Regions from separate parts of the Rattus norvegicus genome. Here region 1 is linked to region 2. Evidence: chromatin contacts called from public Hi-C data. All regions are on one chromosome and are shown on one strand. Each heading gives the region's core, a stretch centred on a gene start, on an enhancer-like site or on the middle of the called end of the contact. The rest is flanking DNA. Distances are from core to core; before and after follow the strand shown. Region 1 holds the start of Tuba1c (tubulin, alpha 1C). Region 2 holds the start of LOC120093830 (a long non-coding RNA gene).

Region 1 (5,489 bases), core at 2,257-4,756, 40 kb before region 2:
CACAGATTGTGTTCACAGTAGTTCAGGATCAGTTTTCTAATACTATAGAGCGGCAGTCAAGTTCATGCCAGAATTCCCCAGCTGAACCCTTGGACTGAAAGCGGAACCTTTCCATCCTAGGGCTGAGTCAAGGGTGACTGTCACCCCTGAGCTCACTACAGTTCTTCTTTATTCCCTCTTTAGGAGACAAAACTTCCTCTTCCCTTTAAAACCAGCTTAAACTAGCCCCGTGACTCACAGAAAATGCCAGATAAGCAGACAGTTGTATGCTAAGTGTGGCCAGAAGCAGCCTTGCCCCCAGTGAGCACACTAATCTGCCTGAACAGTTTTCCTTCCCGGTCTCTCTCCTAAAACTTTACCGTAATAGTAAGAAATGGGGCAGGAGAGGTGGGAGAAGAAAGGGGAAATTAGCGGTTCCCTAGTAGATCAGATTGCATATTTCTGGCACTTGTGGAAAAGTAATTACAAGAATTTAACCATGGAGGTCAGGGGACGCAATGGTTTTCCTTTCCTTGCTCAACAGTCACTCTGAAGTTACCAAAGTTACCATTCCTGATTGGTCCAATGAGTGCAGATGCTGAACCCACAGGATTCACCATACCCCCCAGTGAAACCCCAGCATTCATAATTCAGTGTGAGGTGAGCACTTTGAATTTGGCAGCAAAACCTTCCTTCAAATTTGACATAAAAAGTCTCCAACTGTTGCTATTCTCCTTAAGTAGTAAAGTCTCTCAGGCTTTTAAAAGTCCTTGGTAGGAAACTCATTCAACACCCAGGTTTTCTAAGGAGAAGCTTCTCAGGCCAGAGTAATCAAACAAGAAGCCATTCCTCACAACCTTTGACCCGTCCCTCTGTGTTTCCCATAAAACAATCAAGGGTTCTGACCACATCGGTGAGCTCAGGGTCTCCTGCCCTGAGGACTGTGGGGGAGGGGCAGCTCTGGTTCAAGTGACCTTTACCTGGACTTTAGAACCTCCAGTCCCCAGAAGCTAGACAGAGGCACAAGGCCCAGGGAAGCAGTGTCTGAGGCCCATTGATTCTAACGAGGCACTTCAACTGTAGCCTTTTGGTCCCCCAATTTCTGGTTCTAAACGGCTTTGTTGTGCTGGCAAGATGGCTTGAAAGAAGAGTTAAGGTCGATTTCTGCCAAGCCTGATGACCTGAGTTCAATCTAAGGGACCTTAGTGTAAAGAAAGAGGGAACCAACTTCCCAAGTTGTCTCATTCCCACAGGCATGCCGTGGCACACATGCATCCACTTGATAAATGTGAAATCTTTAAGATTTCACAAACCCACTCCTGGCAGCTAAGAAGGAAAAGTCAAGAGGCACACATGAATCATTTAGTCTAGCCTCAACTGGATAAGAGGCTTGCTTGTGTAGCGAAACCATACACTTAAGCCCACGCTTGCCTAATAGGTGAGCCTGGGGCTTTTCTGAACTGTATCTTTGTGGGTTTGCTTGATCAAAAGCAAGCCGGTTGTTACACTTTTGTAACCTCAGAGTCGGTTGTTACACTTTTGTAACTACAGAGTCGTTGTTACACTTTTGTAATTAAGGTCCGGTTACTCATACTCACCGAATCCCTCTTTCAGAATACAATTTTGAAAGTCTCCCGGAGTGTGGGAGGCCAGTAGGCTCACCTGGAAAAAGCTTACCACTGAGCCTGAACTCGGAGTTCAACTCTGAGGAAAACTGTCCTCTCCTGCCCCCGAAAGCACACCAACCACCTCAAAGTACACTCACAAAAGCGAGTGAAACAGAAGGCAACAACAGCCTTTGGGCTGTGGATTTAGCTCAGTGGGGAGAGGTCTTGTGTAGCATGTGTGAAGTTCTGTGCTCCATCCCGACACCACACAAAATGGTGGCTCAGGCTCCCGGTCCTAGTGTAGGAGGTAGGAGATCAGCAGTTCAAGGTCATCCACAACTCAGATCCTTAGAGGCAGCTTGGGCTACGTGAGGACTGTATACCCCACCTCCCCAAAGCTTCCATAGATCTTAAATGATTGCTCCTTATTTTCACTATCCCTGGGCTGCTCTGGAACAGCTGAACCCTCTGGTGTGGGGAGACGACCTTGACTGTTTCATAAGAAACAAGTGGGAAGGAGCTGCTAAGTCAAAAGGTGATCAATGGAGTTAGCTTGGATTGTGAAACTACGCCCTATGCCGGGATGGGGTTTTCTTTTACATTTCTATTGGCAGCTGACCATGTGTCTGATTTTGTTTCCTTCTCTTCTGATGAAAACCCAGTAGCTTCTACGCTAAGTACATGGTCTTCCAAATAATTAAACTTATTTAGCAAGGAGGGGCCTTTTACCAAAATTAGTCACTCTGTAGCCCACACTAGCCTGGGACTCACCGGGGAGCCTGAGAAGCCCCAAACTCATGAACAATCCCCCTGTCTCAGCCTCCAAAGATTAGAGAACTAGCTGCTCCCTCCAAGCTGTGCTGAGTCTCACTATGTACCCCTGGCTTACCTGAACTCAGAGGATTCGCCTGCCTCTGCCTCCAGAGCCCAGCCACTGTCCCGAGAAAACTGAACTAATGCATTGTTAGCCAGGGTGAGTAATCCTAGGCCTTGGTGGTGGAGACAGAAGGATCCTAATTTTAATGAAAGGTCATGCTTGGCCACATAGTGATTTCAAGGCCGGCATGAGCTTCATAAGACACTCAAAAACCAAAATTAGGCTTGCGTTTAACCCCAGCTCGGGAGGCAGAGGCAGGCGGATCTCCGAGCTGGAGGCCATCCTAGTCTACACAGTGAGTTCCATGACAGCCAGGGCTACACAGAGAAACCCTTTATGGGGGGGGGGGGGGGGGACGGAATGCTGTTGGTAGTTTAACTTTATAGAAAAAAATCTTTATAGACATTTTTCATGCCACTGAACTAACACACTAGAAACTAGACTGGCCTAGGGGATCTGACGTCCATTATTCCCCTCCTACGGAGGAGCTCGCCTTCCCAGGTACACAGCTGGAAGGTCCCGGGACTGGCCACAGGTGACTCAGCAGCGAGTCACAGGGCGTGGAGACGGTGCCCGGAAGTATTTGCTCAGCCCTGTCCGCAGCGCACGAGGTCCTCTGGTTATCCCAGCTGAGAGAGCGACAGCATTTGAGAAAATGAAGAGCTTTTAGTTTCTGCAAACTCTTGCGGTCATTGTGAAAGTTCTCTGTCTTTCCGAGAGCGACTGGCGGCCTAGACGGGATGCTCTCCCAGTACGATCGAGACAGAGGTACCGGGACGAGTCTTCTAGCCTAAAGCGACACTAGTTTGATGGACTTGGGCTCTCAAACCCTGGTCGCCAGAAGCCAGTTTAACTGGAGGCGGCCGTCGGGGGCTAGGGCAGGTACGGTCTCCCGGGCAGTCCTCAGCTCCCGCGGTCCCTTCAGACGACCTCGCCGCTGCCCCAAAGCCACACTTACCATATTTAGTCCTTGAAGTGGTCCGCGAAAACTGAGGAAGTGAAGAGGGGGGTGACGAAGGTCTCCCACTAGCAGACTACCAAGGAGTCCGGGGGAGAAGCTGTGTGAGGTCCGCCTCCCGGAGAGTGCTTATATACCCTGGCCGGGCCACGCGTCGGGAGGACGGACACCGGACCCCGCCCCGGGCCGCACGGAGGCCGATGATTGGCGAGTTCGAAAGTTCAAATCAAACTCCGTAGAAGGAGCTGGAAGTGGGAAGGGGAGGAGACACCCAGGATCCACGCCAGGGCCAGGTGGGGCGGGGAAGGAGGTGGAGAAGGCGATTGGAAGTTGGAGGACAGCGAGATCTTTGTGGAGCTCTGACCGGAAGAAAGTCCCAGGTAGAGGGGGGCGGCCTGGATCGGCCCCCGGGGACTCACAGCTGGTCGCCACGGCACTTGTGGCTCGGTCGCCCCACCCAGGTCTTGGAGCCGGGAAGAGTGAGCCTGAGAGGTGACCGGGTGACCTGCGGCTGCCGGCTGGGTGGTGACTGCGACCGCTTCAGGGGGCTAGGATGGAAACGCCCAGTTAACTTGACGGCACAGTGGGAAGGGTGGAGCTGAAGTTAGCCGAGGCCAAAGCCGGTTACAGCATCATCAGGCTGCAGCTCCTGAAGGCAATCTTTCCTAACCTAGGTCTCAATACCCGCCAGCGGGTCCTAAGCACTTTTTACTCCTACCCTCTAGAAGGCTAGCCCTTCCCTCCTTCCTCTCTTCTCCCACCCCAAGTCCTGAGGATATCAATCTACCCGCGTATCCCCAGCGCCCTTTTATTTTTGAAGGCAGAGTCTGCCTCAGCTCCCCTTTAAGTGAACATTCGGGTTTTAAGAGCCTTACCCTGGTAGATACGATCCATTATGAAAGGAACTTGTAACTTCATTCCCCCCCCACCTCAAAGATGGGTTCCCGTTGCAGTGCTCAAACTGGCCTCAAACGATCCACACTAATCCCTTTCTCTGATTCTGTGGGATGCAGAATTGAATGTCCACACTGTGGTACCACATTCTATCTGGTCCAAGAGCCCGGTGGTTGTTGTCCCCATCTTAAAAATCATGAGGAGATGAGAGTTCAGGGAAACAAATTAGGTAAGCGTCTCCATTGTGGGAGAAGTTGGACTTCTGCAGCACTGACCTACGCTAAACAGACTTGTCTGAACAACTCCGCAAAGCAGATTTCTCAGAAGTGCCATCCAGCCCTGCTAAGGAGATAGATGGCTCCCTGAGAACGTGTAAGGAGCTGTAGTGGCGCTTGCCTGTAGTCCTCATGCTGAGGAGAGAGACAGGAAGAGTCTGGAGCTCACGGGCCAGCTGCTCTTACAGTATCAGAGTTCAGTGAAGAATCTTGTTTTTAAAAATTGAGGTGGAGAGCTGGAGAGGTGGCTCAGCGGTTAGGAGCATTGGCTGCTCTTCCAGAGGTCCTGAGTTCAAGTCCCAGTAACTACATGATGGCTCACAACCATCTGTGATGTTATCTTGGCGCCCTCTTCTGGTGTATAGGCATATATTCAGTCAAAATACTGTATACATAATAAGTTAATCTTATTTATTTATTTGCCAAGAACCAAGTTTGACTCCCAGAAGAAAACCAATTTTAACCACTTAAATGAGCTAATCTTTGTACCAATAAAGACACTGGAGGCATAAACTAAAGGTAAAGGCCTGCCAGCCCTGCAAGGTAACTTTATTTCTTATCTATCGACAAAATATCTATTCACAAGCCTAATTCTACAACTAAACTGCTAGCTCTTTAGCAGTTTTTCTGAGTCATTCTACAGAGCTAGTCTACCTTTTTCTTGAGCTCCTCTAAACTCGAGAACTCCTTAGCTCTCTTCCCTAGAATATTGTTTTACCTGTGTGCAGTCAAATGCTTCTCTGTCGTTCCTGCAACCCAAAGAGAAAACCCTATCTCTTACATGTAGCTCCTTCCATAGAGAAGGCTCTTACAAGCTGAGAAAGAAAGAGAGAGAGACAGAGACAGAGAGAGAGAGAGACTCTCCCAAGCAAGTTGCCTTAAAATTAACAAGAACTTTC
Region 2 (6,276 bases), core at 3,067-5,566:
AACAAAATTGCAAGGATGTTGAATGAAGTATTTCAAATCAACAATGTTTACGGGAAAGCCTCGGAATAAATGGGTTTGCAAATGGGTTTAGACTCTTGTGTGGCAAGGGCCTGCCTCTCCGAAATAGAAAAATCGTCAAGTAAATCAGATCCTACTGGAGTTTGAGAAACGGAGGCAGGGCTTAATGATTGTGTTCCAAACCCCACATCCAGCCTACATCTGACCACCTTCCAGCTGCCAGCTTTCCTTCAACAAAATCAGTCCATTCAGGAGGACAAGAGAACGGTGACTTCTGTCCCTGGTCCCTGTGTGCAGCGCTGGAAAACAAGCTTTTAGTTTTCAGCCAGTGCTCAACATGAAGGCACATAATTAAGTGAATTCTGCCTCTGGCCATACTGTATGTGGCCCGGATTTCCTGTGAGCGTCAATCCCAATCCATTTTTCTAGCAAAGGGCCGGTTTCATAGGGGTTGTTTTTGTTTTGTATTTTGAAGACAGCGTTTATCTGTGTAGCCTTAGCTGTCCTAGAACTCACTTTTAGACCAGGCTAGCCTCAAACTCCGAAGTACTAGAATTAAAAGCATGCGCTACAACTTCCCGGATAAATTTATTATTGTTGTTGTTGTTGTTGTTATTGTTATTATTATTAATTTGTTTTTGGATGAGCAGACAGCGTGTAAATGTTACCTTGGAGCTATTTCCTGGGCAAAAAAGCAAGGTTTTCACTGATAACCGCGACGCCTTACAAGTTCGACCTGCAAGTTCTTTCGGCATATCAGTGTCCAGCAGATGGCGCCACAGCTGAATTTTCTCCAGTTCTTGTGTACGCCATGCTTGCAGAAGACTGGGGAAAAAAAAAAACCCAAGAGTTAAAAGAGATATCTTCCTTTTCATCATATAAAGCCTCCTTTGTCGTGTCAGAGGCCCTTTTTATAAGAATTGGTGGAATTAAAGTTGAGGTCTTTAAAAAAGTCGACTAAAACAAAAAAAATGCAGGTTTTTTTTTAAGGAATATTAAAAAAAATTTAAGGAATATTTGTTCATTAGGCTTCCCACTTTTGTAAAAAGAAAAGAGGATTTATTTATTATCTTCATGTACACGTACCACATGTAGCTGTGTGAGTTTATGTGCACCACCTGCATAGAGGTTTGAAGTCACCCGATCTCTTAGAACTGGAGTAACAGGCAGTTGTGAGCAGCGAGAATGTGGGGGCTATGGAGCCGGACCTCGTCCTCTCCGAGATCAGTACGCGCTCTTTACTACCGAGCCGTCGCTCCAGTCCTAAGTATTTGAGTGGGAACACGTGTGCAGGGCAAAGCACCACTGATTGCGGTGTCGTGGTTTCCAAGTGTGTTCCAGGATTACTCTCAGTGAGCAGGACCTGAACTGCAAGCGCTTTTCTCCACTGAGCCCTTTGGCCTGCCCACGTTTTCAAACAGTAGAAATTGCCACGGGAGCTCGATGGCGTTGAGGATACAGCGCAGCGATCGAATTCTGGGCTATGATCAATGCACGGCGTGTAAATGTATGAAACGTTAAAAGCAAGAAAAAAAATGTTACTTAAAAATGAGCCATGGAGGTCCAAAAACCTAAGCAATCGCCCAGGGTGACTTCCAAGGCGTGGCGGCGGTGAGCTCATCCGCTGCGACGGAAATGGCCACGGAGGAAGCCGGGCGGTGGCCGCAGCGCCGGGACAGCGCCGCCTGCTGGTCAAAGGCGACAGAGAGCTGGGCCCGCAGGGCGTGGACCCTGCACATTCCAGAGAGCTCACAAGGACTTTAGGAGCCAGGGACATAGCTTGAGCCGTCCCTCTGCCGGGACGAGAAGGTTCGATGCCTGCTATAGTCAGGGAAGACAATCTCCCTGAGGGTTTTTTAGCGGTTTTAATGGTTCCTAAAGCTAAAAGGGGTGAATTTGATTTGTATAACGTTGTCACTTTAGACCACTCTAGTGGAGAATGGAAAACAGAACCTAATAGGGGTGCACTTTTATTTTATCCTGTCTCAAAGGGACTTGCCAATTATTAAAGAGGCTATAAGGCAGGCTTTAAATATGAGCAGGGGGTTGCGTTTTAAAGGTAGATGCGCTAGTCATTTCTGCCTGATAATTTTATTCTAGGAAGATTGCAGTGAGGTTTCTGGAGTCCCGCCTCCTCTCCCCACTTCCGTTTTCTCTCCCCTCATTTGGCAAGAGCCTCTGCACCCATCTCCTTAGAACACGTCGTCGTCATCCACTGGAAGAGAGGATTGTGGTACCACCTTTTCCTCCTATGGCTGAAGCCGGCAGAAAGATGACGGATCGCTATCTGCTCTTCAGCCTGCCTGGTTGCCGGGAAGCCAGCAGGATGATGCTAAGGCAGCTCTTACTGTGCTGCCTCTCATTAGGCAGCAGGTGCTGTCTCATGGACAACCCTGCGTTCTCATTATTCAGTGATTAGGTCTTCCTTAGTCCCTTCCACTCACAGCGATTGCTTAAGAATCTTTCGTAACTTTGTCTGACTTCTTGTTAAGAGAATGAAGACCCACAGATGGGCGATTTCATAGCACACTTGCCCCTGAAATTATGCAGATGGCTGTCAGAGATCTATCAGAGATCCCGGAAGGCCCTCGTGGCCACACTTCCGACCTAAACTCCGAACCCCTCTGATGGGACTCTGGGAGGGACAGGCATTGTCTTCATCCTGTATCCATGCGGTAGCAAACGGTCTGTGGTCACAAAGGAGCCCTGGCTAGCTCAGCGGGGAACAAAACAGAACCAGTAGGAGGTTCTAGAGGTGGGAGGGAAACAGAGAAACTGGGCAATAACAATAATCAAAATGCACCATGTATATATTTAGATGATTTTTGTTTATTTGAGAGAGGTCTTATCAAGTAACACTGGATGGCATTTAATCCATAGAGCTTTATCCTCCTGCCTCTGGAGATGAAAGGCATGTATCTCCACGCCCAGTGTATGAAAGTTCACTGCAGGAGATGTAAAAGGAATGCTATTTCCTGGGTCCCTGTTTGACCTGAAGACTGAGATTCTCGGCGCAGCCCATCGGTAAGCATTAACTATAGGCTCTTGTTCACAACAGCAGTGCCAGAAAAACCTGAATTAGGAGCTCAATAGCAAGAGAAAGAAAGCTGGGTTAGTAGGTCCCATAGGTGCCTGGGCTCCAAGCCCTCACAATCCGGATCCAACCAGATGAGCACTAGGGGTTCTTTGTTTTGAGCACAAAGGGGGGTATTTAGTAAGTTTTAGTGAATCAGGCAGATCCTGGAAGATGTTTGAGATTTGTTTATCTGCAGAGAGGGAGGAGGAGAATGCCTCCCAGTACTGTACGTAAGTGTCCTTCAGCCAGAAGATATGCAAGCAGAGAAGCAGAAAAAGTTAATACAATGCAGGCTTACATCTCCCTCGGTCAAGGACTATAGAGCCAAAGGCACGGCTGAAGCCTCCCGTGGAGACACTCCGCAGAGAAAGGCAGGTCTCACAAAGCCAAGCACTTCTGAGGAGGAAAGGGGAATGGGCTTTTTGTTATAGAGAATGCTCTCTCTCTCTCTTCCTCCCCCTCCCGGCTTCTCACCTGTTCCTCCCCCTCTTCCACCAGCTGCTTCCCTCTCTTAGGAGGAGGTGGCAAAATAAATTCCTCGCCCCTACTATCTGAGCCTTGAATCTTCCGGAGCCCAGAACTGTGAAAAGCAAGGTCCAGCTATATTTAGAATTCTAACCTGCTGAGTTTTGCTTTTCTCCTTCAGTTATTGCACTCTAAGTCAGCAACACTCCCATCTTTTAAAATTTTTGATCTGAGCTTCCAAGCAAAATCTCATAAGTGAGTCCTTTCTCCTCAGAATGAAATAAAACACAAAGACCACCCTCAGGAAGAGGCAACTCGGTCCAGATCCTAAACTGAAGCTGAATCGGGAAAGAGTCGCCAGAGCCCTCCCTCTCTTCGGCCATCCCACCCTTTGCCGTTTTTTCATTTGCAAACTCAGTGTGCAGAGCCTGAGGTAACCTCGGAGGAAAAAACTGTTACACTGGGAAGAAGTCTGCAGTGCGGACTGGGTGTGGCACTGAAACACCGGTCATTTTCTCTTTCAAAACAAACGATCTTTGCCTCCCCCCCCCCCCCCAGCTAAGGACTGAACCCAGGGCCTTCTCTACCACTGAGCTAAATCCCCAACCCCTCTTTGCATTTTTTTAAATTGTATTTACTGCTATTGTTTGTGTAAGAGGTGGGTGTTAGAGCAAAGAGCTGGTGAAATATCTGACCTAGGCCCACATTCGGACAAAGCACCCCAAACCAACATGATTCCATGTGGAAAGGCTTAAAGAGAGAAGAAGAGTAGAAAAGGGGAGAAGCAAGGAGGCCGGCCATGGGCACGTGGAGGGAAGAGGGGAGGGGAGGATGGAGAGAGAAGGGATGAAGGGGAAGAGGGCAAGAGGAGTGGCCAAGTAGCCCCTTATATAGAGTCAGGCATACCTGGCTGTTGCCAGGCAACTGGGGCGGAGCATACCTGGCTGTTGCCAGGTAGCTGTGGGGATGGAGCTTAGACAGAATGCTAACACAGAGGCTCAATCTTTCAGTTAGGTGGAGTCTGTCTTTTAGCCAAGGGGCCATCACTAGGCCTCCTTAGACCATGATAAAGAGACTCACATCGTAATTTAACAGTTCTTTAATGAGACACTATATTTTCTTCCCAGAATCCACCCCTAGTGCAGCAGCTTGCAGGGCTGTGGAACCACAGCCAGGTACTATTCTGAATTATTCAGAAAAACGTAACTTCTCCTGCTCTTCTCTTTTCTAAGCACGTTTTGCTTCACACTGCCCCCCACACCCCCCCTGCGTTTCCCTCCTTTCTCTAAAGTCTCCAGAGCACCACGTGGCTCCTTGTTCCCCATGTCCGACCTGACACAAACGACATGGGCTTTTTATTGTTATTAGTTTCCTTTCGGCCCACCCTGGAGCTGCTGAAACTTATAACTGGTCCGCCTTGGTTTGTTGTTGATGTTGTTTTTTAACTCTAAAAAGAATCCATTCTCAGATCGTAAGTTCTTGTATCACTGCAGGGCTGTGGTGATGTGTTGATAAAAAGATAAAGAGAGGGGGATATGTTCTATGGAGGTGTGGTGAGGTGTTGGGGAAGGGTTTCTGCTAACCTGCGGGCTCATGCTGAGTCATCCCTTGCCCTGAGAGACCAGCCACACGACCCGTATAGTATAGAAGAGAATTCATTCAGGGCACGGGGAGGGGGGTTGAAAGGGTAGTAGGGGCAGAGAAAGAGAGAGAGAGAGAGAAAAGTAGTAGAAGCCGGCTATGAGCATGTAGGAGTTCGGGGGTGGGGAAGGGAATGGGGAGAGAAGGGACAAAGGGGAGAAAGAGGGTAAGAGAGCAAGAGGGGGCAAGCGGCCCCTTTTATAGTGACAGGCATAACTGCTGTAACCAGATAACTGGGGCAGAGCCTAGACAGAAAGCTAACATGTGTAAGGCATGTAGATGTGAGGCCCGTTTTTTTTTTCTGCTAACCTGTAACATGGGGAGGAGAGAAGTCTCTCTGTTTTGGCCAAACTATTATTAAATGTACTTTCTTTTACCAGTTTCTTTGGAATATAGAGGGACTGAGGCAATGGTTTATCAACCTATGCACCTTATAACAGTGGTGTTGCTAGTGTCCAACTGCTTAACTCAACAACTATACACTGTTCGGTTTCAGACCCCAAGACAAGGCACTGAGCTGCATATTTTACATACCAAAGTAGACCAGCCCTCCAGGTTCTCCCAGCATTCCTCAGTCCCTACCTGGCATACCCTGCCCCCAACCCTAAACTTTCCAGCCCAGGGGTTGGGCTGCCCTTCCCCAAGGACTCTTCCCTATATAGTCCAAACATTTTGTGCTCTCTCTCTTTCTCTCTTTCCTTCTCCCTCTCCCCCTTCTCTCCCCTTGGCAACTCCCCTGGCTTTAGTGCTTGGGGCCAGCGAGTTCCCCCTAATAAACCTGCCTTCAGTATAACCTAATCTGGCTTGAACTGGCTCAGTTCACAAGCAGCAGAGAATTAACTTATCACACACCATCAGAGAAATTTGTCTGCTAAGAAATCTCTTCAGTGTCAGGAGGCAGAGACAATGACTCTCTGTGGGTTTAGGAACAGCCAGGGCTACACAAAGAAATCCTTTCTGGGGGGCCCAGGCTAGAAAGGAGAAGGAAGAAGAGAAATCTCTTTCAGTGTAAAAAGGGGGCTTTTTTTAGCACACTGTTTTCACATAATTAGTTGGTTTTCTTATAAAAGTAATCT

Evidence for each region. A called contact is a pair of places that touch in the nucleus more often than the background predicts.
Region 1: a Hi-C map of the Rat2 cell line shows a contact between it and region 2, with 2.3 times the contacts expected there. The contact joins the promoter of Tuba1c here to the enhancer-like site in region 2. A contact is called at or near these places in 2 of 12 Hi-C or Micro-C datasets (the Rat2 cell line and Schwann cells).

Annotation. Positions count from the first base shown.
Region 1 is chr7:132,069,001-132,074,489 of GRCr8, reverse strand. It overlaps Tuba1c (tubulin, alpha 1C), which reads right to left and starts at 3,506. Exons shown (of 4, transcript NM_001011995.1): 1 at 3,422-3,506. The coding sequence starts at 3,424.
Region 2 is chr7:132,029,186-132,035,461 of GRCr8, reverse strand. It overlaps LOC120093830 (a long non-coding RNA gene), which reads left to right and starts at 713. Exons shown (of 3, transcript XR_010053087.1): 1 at 713-2,703; 2 at 2,899-3,042; 3 at 3,834-6,276. It also overlaps a transcript of Tuba1c not described here. Within about 2 kb of position 4,316, at least 17 of the 93 cell types and tissues checked have an H3K27ac peak or open chromatin away from gene starts, as enhancers often do.